Regions from separate parts of the Mus musculus genome. Here region 1 is linked to region 2. A link is a contact called in public HiChIP or PLAC-seq data. All regions are on one chromosome and are shown on one strand. Each heading gives the region's core, a stretch centred on a gene start, on an enhancer-like site or on the middle of the called end of the contact. The rest is flanking DNA. Distances are from core to core; before and after follow the strand shown. Region 1 holds the start of Ptgr2 (prostaglandin reductase 2). Region 2 overlaps Psen1 (presenilin 1).

What was found. HiChIP or PLAC-seq counts read pairs in DNA pulled down with a chosen protein or histone mark.
Region 1: an H3K4me3 HiChIP or PLAC-seq map of bone marrow-derived macrophages shows a contact between it and region 2, with 3 times the contacts expected there. The contact joins the promoter of Ptgr2 here to the enhancer-like site in region 2. A contact is called at or near these places in 1 of 39 promoter capture datasets (liver), 1 of 484 Hi-C or Micro-C datasets (B cells), 3 of 115 datasets of contacts at active chromatin or transcription factors (the SCID.adh cell line and bone marrow-derived macrophages) and 1 of 9 other capture datasets (embryonic stem cells).

The regions. Positions count from the first base shown.
Region 1 is chr12:84,283,509-84,289,821 of GRCm38.p6, reverse strand. Ptgr2 (prostaglandin reductase 2) reads right to left here and starts at 4,526. Exons shown (of 10, transcript NM_029880.3): 1 at 4,346-4,526.
Region 2 is chr12:83,698,325-83,705,430 of GRCm38.p6, reverse strand. It overlaps Psen1 (presenilin 1), which reads right to left. Exons shown (of 12, transcript NM_001362271.1): 2 at 6,010-6,076; 3 at 5,780-5,919. The coding sequence starts at 5,866. Among named protein-coding and RNA genes, the nearest start is that of Psen1, 14 kb to the right of the region's middle. Within about 2 kb of position 2,335, at least 10 of the 459 cell types and tissues checked have an H3K27ac peak or open chromatin away from gene starts, as enhancers often do. A contact at or near this core is called in bone marrow-derived macrophages, where this site is marked.

The sequences.
Region 1 (6,313 bases), core at 3,277-5,776, 580 kb before region 2:
TTACTACTGCTTGCAACAACAAAGTTATAGACACATCAGTATACCATACCCCTGATCTCTGCACCCAAAGAGTCAACTGTAGATTGAAAATATTAAAAAAAAAAAAAAAGCCAGTGTAATGTCTGATAGAATCTCAGCACTCAGGAGTATGAATGAAGAGGTCAGTGTGATCGATGGGCAGTGGAGTGGTGGTGCACGCCTTTAATTCCAGCACTCAGGAGGCAGAGGCAGGTGGATCTCTGAGTTCGAGGCCAGCCTGGTCTACTGAGAGAGTTACAGGACAGCCAGGACTACACAGAGAAACCCTGTCTCGAAAAAACAAAAAAAAAATGTTTTTGGACTACACAGCAAGGCTCTATCTCAATCAACCAATATTTTCAGAAGTATTAAAAGAGATACTCTGTACTAAACACCTACAGACTCATTATTCTTTGAACAACATAGTGTAACAACTATTTACATTGTTTATATTGCGTTGAGTATTATAGGTAATCTAGAGGGGACTTGAAGTTTATAGGAAGATGTGTAAATGATACACTAATAGACCATCTTATTTTAAGGAATTTGGACATCTGCAAATTTTGATAACCATTGATATTCATATGATCGTGAAACCAATCCCCAGTAGATGTGGAGAAATTATATCCATTATTAAAGTAACTTCATCTTACAAAGGAAGTTTAGTATAATGTGTGCCCAAAACCATAGCACAGGTGACGGCAGGAGTGGGATGTAGTGGAATTGAAAGGCATAGCTCTCAGCCAGACCTCACGGCTCCCACACTTCCCATTCTACCACTACCTCCTCAGACAGGGCTTTGACATCACAACCGGACTGCTACCTGACTCTCCTGCAGGTACTCAACGCTACAGAAGAACAATTTCACTTTTCCTGTTTACTTCTCTTTGTTTTCAGTCAGGGTCTCATTATATAGACCTGGCTGGCCTGAAACTCACTATGTAGACCAAGCTGACCTCGAACTCAGAGAGACCTGCTTGCCTCTGCCTCCAGAGTACTGGGTTTAAAGACTTGCACCACCACACCCAGCCCCAACTCTGTTCTTAATCAATTATTAAGAAAGGACTGGAGAGATGGCTCAGCTATTAAGAGCACTTGCTGCTCTTGCATAGTGTATGGGTCAGTTCCTAACACCCGCTGGCTGCACCAGTTCCAGGGGATCAGTGCCCTCTTCTGGCCTCCCTAGGCACTACACATGCATTTGAGGCACAAACATGCCTGCAAACACGCAGGCATACAATAAATTTTCTAAAAATGATTTCAGACTGGAGCTTCAGTCTAGTAGGACACTTGCCTGGTATGTATGAGGTCCTAGGCTTGAAACCTGGGATCCAAACAGGTAAAAGAACCAAATGTCCGATGCTGGAAACGTTAGTAAGAGGTTTAGTAAGCCAGGCTGAAGACTACAGAAGCATCTCCACTCCTTTAGCTTCTCTAGCACACACACTGATAAGTCTCACTGATGGTGGCAGAAAAAATGGCCACCATCTGAGAATGGTAGTTACTCTCAAATTCACTCTTCCCTTTGGGATATAACTCATCAGGGTAAAACACTCTGCAGCCTTCCTTTAAAGAGAATCCCATTTCCATCCCACTTCACTCAAAACCCTTCAGGTAAGTTCCTCTGGCAACATAAATACTAGTTAACAGTAATTATGTAATGAATGACTATTAACAGAAGCAATAGCACAGGTAAGTCCTTACCCTCCAACATCTGGTGCTAAGTCAACCTGCCCGAATGCCTGCAGATGTTTTTACAGAGCATGACCAGAATTGGGACTTACGGCTCACACATCACATTTGGAGTCTCTCCTGGCTTTGCTTCTTCACTCTTTTGTCTGGAGAATGTACTGACTGGTTCCTCAGTGTAACCTGCCTTGTTCTTCTATTTTCTTCTCTTATTTGGAAATGATCAGTCGGTTTAGAGGACCGATGAGATTCAATCTCTCTCTCTCTTGCCAACTATTGGGGATTGCACCCAGCCCCTGGTCAATGCTTCAGATTGGGGTTGGGGGCAGGATGGGGTGGGCATCTATAAAGGCAGTGCTGTCTACATCTTATTCGTCACATCATTTAGTATAGTGGGGAGATATGGCTGCTAGGTGCTCAAATTCCTGAGTTCCAGCATGTCCCTTGTCACACCCTCCAACTGGGTGCAGACTCCAAGTGCATCTCTTTACACCCAGCCACAGATACTGCCTATGGAATCACCATGTATAGAAATCACATAAAAATTAAAAACCAAGTTTATTCAGCTACAACTGTCAGACTGTCCTTGAGTGGTTATTACCTGTACTGTGATGGCTAAATCTTCAATCAAAGGACTGCTGCCCAACTGCCTGAGTTTCTTTTCCTATTGCTGTGATAAAATACCCTGACAGGAGCAACTGAAGGCAGAGGAGACAAGGGTTATTTTGGCTACAGTTTAAGGGCACAGTCGTCATGGAGAAGTCACTCTGGGTGCTTGAAGCAGTCACTCACACCACACCAACAGTCAAGAAAAAGAACAACGAGGCTGTCGAGATGGCTCAGTGGGTAAGAGTACCAACTGCTCTTCCAAAGGTCCTGAGTTCAATTCCCAGCAACCACATGGTGGATCACAACCACCTGTAATGAGTGCGTCTGAAGACGGCTTCAGTGCACTTATTTATAATAATAAATGAGCAGAGCCAACCAGAGTGAACAGAGGTCCTAAATTCAATTCCCAGCAACCACATGAAGGTTCACAACTACAGTGTACACATATACATAAAATAAATAAGTCTTTAGGGAAAAAAAAAAAACCAGAACAAGGAATGCTGGTGTTCAACTGGCTTTGTCGTTTTTATTCAGTCCAGGACCCAAACCTAAAAAATCGTCCTACTCAGCCTTGGGGTGAATCTTCCCACCTTAGTCATCTTAAAATGAAGCCAATCCCTCATGGGTACACCTTGAACTTGTCTATTCAGTGATTTCTGATCCCCCCAAGTTGACAGTCAGTGTTAGGCATCACACGGTGACAGTTATCTGTTCTCCATTTTCAGCATTCTGCCTTATTTCTCTAGATACACATAACAGAGCCAGTGTGATGCCTCCCACCTGTAATTCAGCACATGGGAGGTAGAAGAGAGAGGAATGAGTTCAAAGCCAGACTTAACTACATAACAAAATTCAAGGCCAGAATTCTGGGATATGAGAGACCTTGTCTCGAAAACAAACAAACAAACAAACAAACAAAATCAACCATGACTTACTCACAGGTTCTCCATCTAAAATAAAGATCACATTCAAGACCTGAAGGGCAGTGGGTTAGGAGGCATCATAATGGAGGCAGAGCTGAGTAGACCTCAGTAAACCCCATTTGCTGTTAAATTAAAGTGGGTTTCTAATTGATTCGACCATTCTAAAATACCACCAAAAGATCTGGTTCAATGACAGTCATTAAAAATACGCCTTAAGCATCTGTGTAGCAGACTATTGTAAGGAAAAGCTCACTGAACTCACAAGGGCAAAGGACATGTTCTGTTTCTAGCTGGGTGGGACCTCGGAGGGGTCATATAGTTTATTTCCTGAATGTTTCCAGGCATCCCAGAACTGGGTGAGTTGACATGCTCTAGCATGGTAGCGTCTTACATTTGTAATCCCAGTTATTGGGCAGATGGAATACAGACGGCAAATTCAAGGCCAGCCTGGGCAAATTAGTGAGAACCTGTCCCAAAATAAAAATGAAAAACAGTCTGGCAATATAGCCCAGTAGTAAAAACCTCTTGCCCAGCATGCATAGGGGAGGTGGAAGGCTGATCTTGGACTCAATTCCCAATACAGAAGAAAATAAATTATTAATCAGCTTGCTTAAATACAACTCCGTCCTCAAACACCACCGCCATGAAGTTGCAAACATGCTATCCTTTTCACAGACGCCATACAGGGGCTGAATAACTTGTCCAAGGTCGCACAACTTATCCCCAATATCTTTTAATAAAACACACTTCCTGTTTAGCCGTACTTTGTTCAACCATTCTGCCACAAAGGGCTCTGCTGACCTTCCCTGTGCTGTCTATGCCATCGTGTGCAAATGTCCACCTCAGAAAGCCAACCTTCCTCTATGGCTCCCACGACTAACCACTTTCACAGAAATTACTAGTAATCTCACATTTTCAAGCCGACTTCCTGGATCCTCAGCACCAAGAGGATCAAAACCTCTTGGTGCTGAGGTTTTTCAACATGACATAAGTATACCCCTATGCGTGGCACACAGTAGGCGCTCAATAGATGTTCAAATCTGAAGCACCTCAAACACAGTCGCGCCCAAACTTCACCCTCGGAATTCTTACAAAACGGAGAGCACCTGTTACGGGGCATTCCCTAGTCTAGCGTCCCAAGCTATACCGCCGGTGTCGCCCGGAGCTCGAGGAGGACGCCCACAGGTCACCCTGGCTCGGCACTTCCTCCTTTTCTGCGGGCTTAATCCAGCTTCCGGTGCAGCGATACAGTGGCCCCCCTGCGTGTCTGTCAGTTTGAGATCTCGCGGGATTTGATGAACAGCGAAGGGTCAGCTGGCGGCACGACCTTAGCCCTAGGACCACACTGCGCAAGCGCAGGACTAAGCCGGCCTCCTTGCCCTCTCGTCTCCTAGGGCCGGGGTTTTGAAGTTCATACGCGATCCTTTGGTCCCCAAGGTTGGTGAGAATCACAGGATACGTTGCTAGTCTAGGCAAGGAGTATCCATAAGTTAACCTCATTAGGGCTCCGTGGCCGACCCCGCCTCCAGGACCAAGAGAGCAAATTAACTAATGACTTCAGATCAAGTCCCCTGTGTCCTCTTGTGCCCCCAGAGGTTGAACCCGCGTCCTGGCACGGTCTAGGCAGACGCCCTGACAGCCAGCCCCAGCCTCTGGAAGAAACTTGATTCATGTTAGATTCACTGAGTCTTAGGTTGGGGAATCACAGTGAGAAATAGCATCAAGTCTAACCCTTGTTTTGTAGGTGAACAAGCTGAGATCTAGAGGACTAAAGCAGCGGTTCTCAACCTTCCTAATGCTGTGACCCTCGTGCGTGGTGACCCCCCCAACCATAAAATTATTTTCATTGCTACTTCATAATTGTTATTTTGCTATTGTTTCGACCCGTAATGGAAATGTTTTCCGATGGTCTAAGGGGACCCCAAGAAGCTAGAAACTCATGGTTTGAGAACCACTTGACTAGTCACTATCGGGTGTGGTTTGTTTCTAGAATAACTTGGGATCTCCAGGAACTGCAAACCCTAACGGACTTAATCAAGCGGCTGTAGGAATCGCCCTTAGCACTGTATTCCAGCAAGGGCTAATCGCGGAGCTCTAACTCTGGTATAAAGAGTAGCTGAAAAATACCAGTACCGCCGGCAAATGGGCAGCCATCAGATGGACTGGAGGCCCGGGTAACAGAACATCTGAACATTTTCACTTCGTTTGGAAAACTTGAAGAATGGGGTAGGAGACTGTTACCACATTCCAAATAACTTTCCAGCAGGATCTGATCTCTTGGTGGTCAGCTGAGTGAACCAGAGAAAGAGGAAACGCTCAAAAACAATAAAAGTGATAGCAGAAAACAGAGGGAGACTATAGATTACATCTAAAACTCAAAGAGAAGAAACTTAGTTTGGGCCCTTTTTGATGTGAAGTCCCCTTTTCTCCAGGTCTCAGATGTTCAAAAACTGCATGGAGGAGTTCAGGTTTATTTATTTTCCTCCCTTCTGAATTTTCTCTTCACACTAAGGGTTACAGTCGTTTGTATGACTTGAGTTGTACCATGTATCATATGGGTATTTTTTTCCTGATATGGTTTTATTTTTATTTTTTGTGGTGTGGTGTGGTGCGGTTTGGTTTGCATCACGGTGCCGCTACATAGGCCTGGGTATCCTGGACCTCACTCTGTAGGCCAGGCTGGCCTAGACTCAAAGAGATCCACCTGCCTCTCCCTTCTGAGTGCCTGGACTGAAGGTGCCAGCACTGGCTTTGGTTTTTATTTTCAAGGTTGCGGCCACTGCCATTTTACTAATGTGGAAATGGAGATTAATCACTCAAGCGCCAAGATGAAGGAACTAAACGTAAAGGAACAAGTCCCCAAATGAGAGCAAATACGTCCTTCTGTTTCTGCCTTTGCTGTGAGTTCAGGATCCCCTTCTCTTCCTTCTCTGCAGCTTTGCGTTGTCTCTCATCCTTTAACCGGTGCCAGAGATAAATGTTTTCCAGACTTAACTTGAGGGAGGTGCCAACCTTTCTCCCCCCAACCTAATGCAAACAAACTGTGGCACAGTCTGCGTCCCTCGCCCCAACAT
Region 2 (7,106 bases), core at 1,086-3,585:
GACAAGAGCCGGGTGTGGTGGCGCACGCCTTTAATCCCAGCACTCGGGAGGCAGAGGCAGGCAGATTTCTGAGTTCTGAGGCCAGGCTGGTCTACAAAGTGAGTTCCCGGACAGCCAGGACTATACAGAGAAACCCTGTCTCGAAAAACCAAAAATAAATAAATAAATAAAAATGTGACAAGAAATCCTGTCACACTATGACATGGGTGACTCTTGAGTGCACGGCACTGAGCGAAGTAAGCAAACCAGGAGAAGGCAAGATCTAGAGTGTCACACTAAGAACCAGAAAAGATAACTCATCGTGCAGATGGCAGGGCAGTTCAATGGTTCTAGAGCACACTGTGAATGTGGTTAATATTAAACTATGAGTTAAAAACTGGTTATGATGAGTCAGGCAGTGATGGCATGTGCCTTTAATCCTGGCAATGGGAAGGCAGAGGATCTCTGTAAGTTTGAGGCCAGCCTGGTCTATAGAATGGGTTCCAGGGCAGCCAAGACTACAGAGAAATGCTGTCTTGAAAAAACAAAAACAAACAAAATCCAACAACAACAACAAAAACAGAAACAAAATGGATGAGATGGTAACTTTAAACTTTAAACTTTAAACTTTGTGTTATTTACCACAATCAAGAATTTTAGTTAAAAGATCTAAATAAATATAGAATTATACTATTCATGGAATAAGACCAGCATTATGAAAATATCAGTTCCGCCGGGTGTGGTGGCGCATGCCTTTAATCCCAGCACTCGGGAGGCAGAGGCACGCAGATTTCTGAGTTCAAGGCCAGCCTGGTCTACAAAGTGAGTTCCAGGACAGCCAGGACTATACAGAGAAACCCTGTCTCGAAAAACCAAAAAAAAAAAAAAAAGAAAATATCAGTTCCAAAAATCCTCTACACAACATAGGAAGGGAATCAATGCAATCACAAACTGCCAGTTGGCCTTTTAAAAGAAAGGTTTGCAAAGTGATTGGCAAAACCACTTAGGACTTAAATATACAAAGTAAATAGACCAGCTGACCTTGAACTCAGAGATCTGCTTCCTGCCTCCTGCTGTTGGGACTAAAGATGTGTACGACCAGGCCCAACTATTTTATTAAGAACCAAAACCAAAATAACCACCACCTTGTTAAACAGTGATACCAAGACCTAATATACAATTACAGTAATAGCAGGAATGTGTCACTGGTACAAGCACTAACTGATCAGTGGGACAGAATCGAGGCCAGATCTGTGAACCAGTGTGTGCCAGGGCACAAAGACACTTCACTGCAAACAACAGTCTTCTTCAAGCGCAATGCTGATCAAGGACATCCACAGAGAAACAAACTCTGACCCATATTGTGTTACATACACAAAATCAACTTAAAACAGACCACAGATCTAAATGAAAGTTGTCTTTGAGCCTGGGCTGTGAGCTGGGTTTGCCCCAGCTTCCCAAATAAGAAGTTGAGATAACAAGTGTGTGTCATGATACCCAATAACAGATAAATTATAAAGCATATAACTACCAAAAAAAAAAAAAAAGATTTGGAAAGAAACTTAAAAAACAGGATAAGATTTCATAGATAACTTCACAAAAAAAGAAACCCCACATTTCCAAGAGAAAAAAAATGACAAAAAGGACTTCACTGATATTCAATGATTTGCAAGGTATATGTATTATAACTTACATATCCAGAACATAAAGAGTCCTCACAATTTGAAAATGGGCAGCACACTGCACCAGACATCTCACTGGAGAAGGTTCATCAGCGTGATAAACAAAAACATTCAACACCATTGCTCATTAGAGATATGCAAATTAAAGACTAAGAAATGCTAGCACATACATTCTAAAAGGTTTGAAAGCTTGGGACTGACCCTTGAGGGCTGACGAGGGTGGGGTGGCTGCGAGGCATATCAAGAATCCAAGAATGCAGTTATTCAACCAATTTGGAAAAGTGGTATTATCTCAAGAAGCTCACCACAGCCTGCAACACTGGGTTATTTTCTACTCTTAGGCATTTACCCGAAATAAATGAGCACATGACCATTTGAAGTTTTGTAACTGAATATTTGTAATATGTCAAATTGAAACCTCCCCCAAATATTGAAACAAGGAACTGGCCAAAGAACTATGGCATAAGCATATAACCGGCTACAACTCAGAAATAAAACAAGACTACTGACATAACACCCATCAATTTCAAAATAATTATGCTAATTAAAGAAGCCAGACAAAAAAAGTCTGTAAGATTCTATTTAATTTTGAGTGAGCCTCGCCTTTGATGGCTGAGCCATCTCTCCAGCCCAGCATGGCTCTATTTATATAACTTCTGGAAGAGTAACCCCAGAGGGAGGTGACAAAAAGACCTGAGGGTGGTTGCTAGGGGTGGGGAAAGGCATGGGGACAGCACAAAGGGAACATGGGCAACTTGGGGGTAATGAGGCCTGCTCTTTTCTTCACTACAAAGAATTTTATGGATTTTTACGAGTATTTATGCATGCTATAAGTCATCGCATTGAGCCAGAAGTGGTGGTGCACACCTTTTAATCCCAGTGCTTGGGAGGCAGGTGGGTCTCTGTGAGTTCGAGGCCAGCCTAGTCTACAGAGTGAATTCCAGGACAGATAGGACTGTTATACAGAGAAACCTTATCTTGAAAATTAAAAAAAAAAAAAAAGTCATCACATTGAATCCTCTATGTATAGTTAACCATATGGCAATTATTCCACAATGGAGCCATTCTTAAAGACTGTCAGCGAGGTACAGTAGTACATGCTAATACTTTCTGGTTGAGGCAGGAAGATCTTGAAATTGAGGCCAGTCTGGGCAATTCAACAAGGCCCCATCAAAACAAACTGGGCCTAGTGGCAGTCGATCATCACGCCAGCATTGGGAAGCTAAGGCCGGTGGGCCAGAGTCCAGTCTACACAGTAGGATGGACTCTCTTTTAAAAATAAACAAAATAAAGTTTAAGTATCTTTTTAAAGGAGTTGTAAAATATGCTTTGAGTTCTAGTATAGCCAGGGCTACATAAAGAGAACCGATCTTAGAAAACAAAAAAGAAAAAAGTGTTGTCGGGTAGTGTTGGCGCACGCCTTTAATCCCAGCACTTGGGAGGCAGAGGCAGGTGGATTTCTGAGTTCATGGCCAGCCTGGACTACAGAGTGAGTTCCAGGACAGCCAGGGCTACATAGAGAAACCCTGTCTCGAAAAACCAAAGAGAAAACAAAAGTGTTTAAAAACTGTTAAAATGAGTTGATACTAAAAATACATGGTTTCCAAAATTAAAAATCTTATTAACTACTAAAATGGTTTAGACATAGTGTTATTTTAAGAGAAATTAAAGGCAGAAGTTTTTCACAGGCATGGTAGCTCTGCCTTTATCTGAACACATGGGAGACTGAGGTAAGAGGATGATGGTAAGATAAAGGCCAACGTGGGCTACATGAAAGGCTCCAGGACAGCCATGGTTACCAGAACACTGAAAAAAATTAAAAAAGAGCAAGCAGTGAGCTTTTCATTAAGAAGTCCCGACAGCAGCGACGTACACTGAAGTCCTCAGTGCACCGCACTCGTTCTCAGTAATTACCCACAGGCAGACTGCACGCCCCTTGTGGCTGCAGAGAGGCTCAGGGGTTAAGAACTCTCACCAGGGTTCAGGTCCCAGCACCCACATCAGATCTCACTCCAATCTAGGTGATGAGATGCTCGTACAGACAAACATGTAACCTGGCCTCAGACTCACAGAATCCACCTGCCTCTGTTGCCTGAGTATGAAGATTAAAGTCATGCATCATCACTTCCATTCCTGATTAGAAAATCTTTTAAAACACAGAAACATTGGGGCTGGAGAGATGGCTCAGCGGTTAAGGGCACTGACTGCTCTTCCAGAGGTCCTGAGTTCAAATCCCAGCAACCAACCACATGGTGGCTCACAATCATCTGTAATGACATCCTGTGCCCTCTTCCGGTATGTCGGAAGATAACAACAGTGTACTCACATACATAATAAATCTTTTTTAAAAAGTCACCGACACAGAAAAATCTTAATAAAAATTGCCTTATAGGGCCGGGGCGGGGTGAAAAAAAATTGCCTTATATGCCAAATAACACAGTCTCCAACTTGAATAAAGTTGGGTATTTGCTTGCTACACTCTAGATCGGTGGTTCTCAAGCTGGGGGTCGCGACCCCTTTGGGGGTTGGACAACCTTTTCACAAGGGTCACACATCAGAGATCCTGCATATCCGATATTTATGTTATGATTCATAACAGCAACAGAATTACAGTTAGGAAGTAGAAATGAAAATAATGTTATGATTGGGGCCACCATGACATGAAGAGCTGTATTAAAGGGTTGCAGCGTTAGCAACGTTGAGAACCGCTGCTTTAGATGCTTAGAACATTGTACAATAACAGTTTTAGAAATCTTTGGGTTTTAAAAAACATCACCTATCAAACATCAAGTCCCTTTACCATTAGTAAGATTAATACATAGCAGCCCAAGATAAGACACTATTTTCTGGACTCCTGAAGCCTGTGGTTGCCTCTGTTTAAGAGGTTACAAGGATATGGTAAAGGCAAGAGATCTGTGGAACAAAAGAGGGTTTACATGGTCTCCTCATTATGTCACCTACCAACAAATAATGGTGATTAAACTTACATGAGACTGCCAACTAAGAACGATTTGGTTAGTCTTTTCCAAAATGATTTCTATTTATTATACTTGTGGTAGGAGTAACCACTTTAATCTTGACCCTACTTGTTCAGGATTATAACAGTTTTAAAATGCAAAGTCTTACATTCTAGCTACAGGCTCCTCCCACTCCTGGTCCTCCCAAAACATTTAAGGTAGGAGCGTACTGAGATTATTCAGTAAATTATCTAAAATTTACTGATGGGAAAGTGAGGAACTCTAAATCTTCAGAGTATAAAGAAAGTCTTAAGGCTCAATCTTGATGCATACACGCGCGCGCACGCACGTGCGCACACACACACACACACACACACACACACCCCTCAGAGACTAGAAGAGGTCCTCTGGAGCTGGAGTTAACAGGCAGTTATGAGCCACCTCATATGGATCTATCTTGGGTCCTCTGGAAGAGCAGGAATTGCTTTGACCCCCTGAGCCATCTCTCCAGGCTCCCCTAATCCTCACTTGTGACTTGCCTTTAATGACAGCTTTCACTAGCAAGTACAAACTACACAAGGCAGGCTTGCAGACCTGAGACTGGCCTTGTCAAGGTTTCCCTCCATCTTGGTTGTACCTCAGAAAATTCTACCGATTCCCTAGACAGCTCCTAGGCCTGCTGTGGAGTCTGCCTCCAGTCAGTAGTGCTTAGCTGACAGGGTTACAACAGACAGATTTAGTGTGTGTGGTCTGTGAAGAGTTTGTGTATATACCCTGTATCCCACCCCTCTCCTGAGCTCCCAGCAGTTTACCTTGCATTGTATAATCACCGTCACTAAATACTTACCGAGCACTGTCAGAAACTGGCCAGCACTAGAAAACATAAAACAATGCACTCACTTCTTCCTAGAGAAGAGTACATTCAAGACAGATAACGTGGAGCATGCGGTCCTTACATATCATGCAGATGGGCAAAGTTTCAGTTGGGGTGACATGAGGTTAAGTCCCCCCGCAGAACAGAGTAAAACAAGTGCAGTTTGGGGTCCCCTAGCACCAAGGCTGTGACATTTCCCCTCAGCTTAATGTTTAACAAGAAAAGACATTCGGCAAAGTAGAGCAAAGCTGCCCCGGCCTCAGCAGCAGCCGGCACTGACACTGTACCTGGCTCCGGATGGCGCTGCTGGAGTGGCTGTCCTCAGACATCTGGGCATTCTGGAAGTAGGACAAAGGTGCAGGTATCTCTGTCATTGGAGCAGCTGGACAGAAATACCTTCTCAAAGAAAACAAAACCTCTTGGGATTCTGAAAAGGGAAAACAAGACTTTATGCTTTGAGGTGGCTACGGCTCATTTGTTTTTAAACTCTCACGAATTTCATTCTGGAAGAACAAACCTTTCTCTCATGTGTTCTCCTCCAAGCTGCCTAAAGACCTCGAAGGGCTGCTGTCTTGTGTTGGTTCCTGGATTAAGTATAAAGCAGAATTTTATCAAGCCACTCGTAATTAGTCAAATCCACTTGTACCTGTTGGGATTCAGACCCGGGACAAACAGCTGAGGTGCATATTTCATATGCATATTTTATCTACCAAGACAGGAACTGACCTCCAGGTTCTCCCAGCATTCCTCAGTCCCTACACGGGCTTCCGGTCCCCAAGAGGCTCTCCTACATAATCCAAACATTTTGGTCTCTTTCTGCCCCCTCTCCATTTTCTCTCTCCCTGTGTGCACATGTTCTTTCTCTTTCTCTCCCTCCTCCCCTGTCTCCTTCCCCACTTTAGGACCAGTGAGCCCACCTGAGAACTTCTTCCTAATAAACCTGCCTTAATTGACTTTACTCTGGCTTGAATTGGCTCACTTCACCAGTGGAGAAAAACTTATCATCTGGTGTCCTGACTCTGGAGGAGTTGAGGCCCCTGCCACGTGAGAATAGGGGACCACTCCTTTCCCCCATCTTTCTCTGCCCCTGATGCGACAGACTTTGGACTCCAGGTGTAACCACCTCCCAGCAGCCTTGGAAGACAGAGTGTCAGAAGCCAGCCTCTGGGGGAGCCTTGGGTTCAAAGACATTTGACCTGAGGCTAATCCCCCAACCCCAACTGTATAACCCCAGGCTTATGTGCAGACGATGTACATTTGAGCCTTTGGTCCCCGGCAAAGCCTAGAAGAATGGGTGCCACCGCATCTAAAATTGAAAGCTTTATCCAAATTGGTCGGAACTCCATAAGTCCAATTCTTGTGAACCGCCTTCTCACCTGCCCGCTTGACCACAACAGTTTCAGCAGCCGACCACCTCCCCACACACAGCTCCAGGTGCCACCTAGCCCCGCCCCCAACCCACAGCCCCCAGGTCCATGTGCTGCCTCACTGGCAACAGTGATGGTAGGGAGCAGACTGCTACTTAAATCACCCGCTGCCAGAAAGATTACGAAGTGGTTGCCATCTTTACCATGGGATAAAGAGGGTGGAACCATGGCTTCACCACCATCTTGA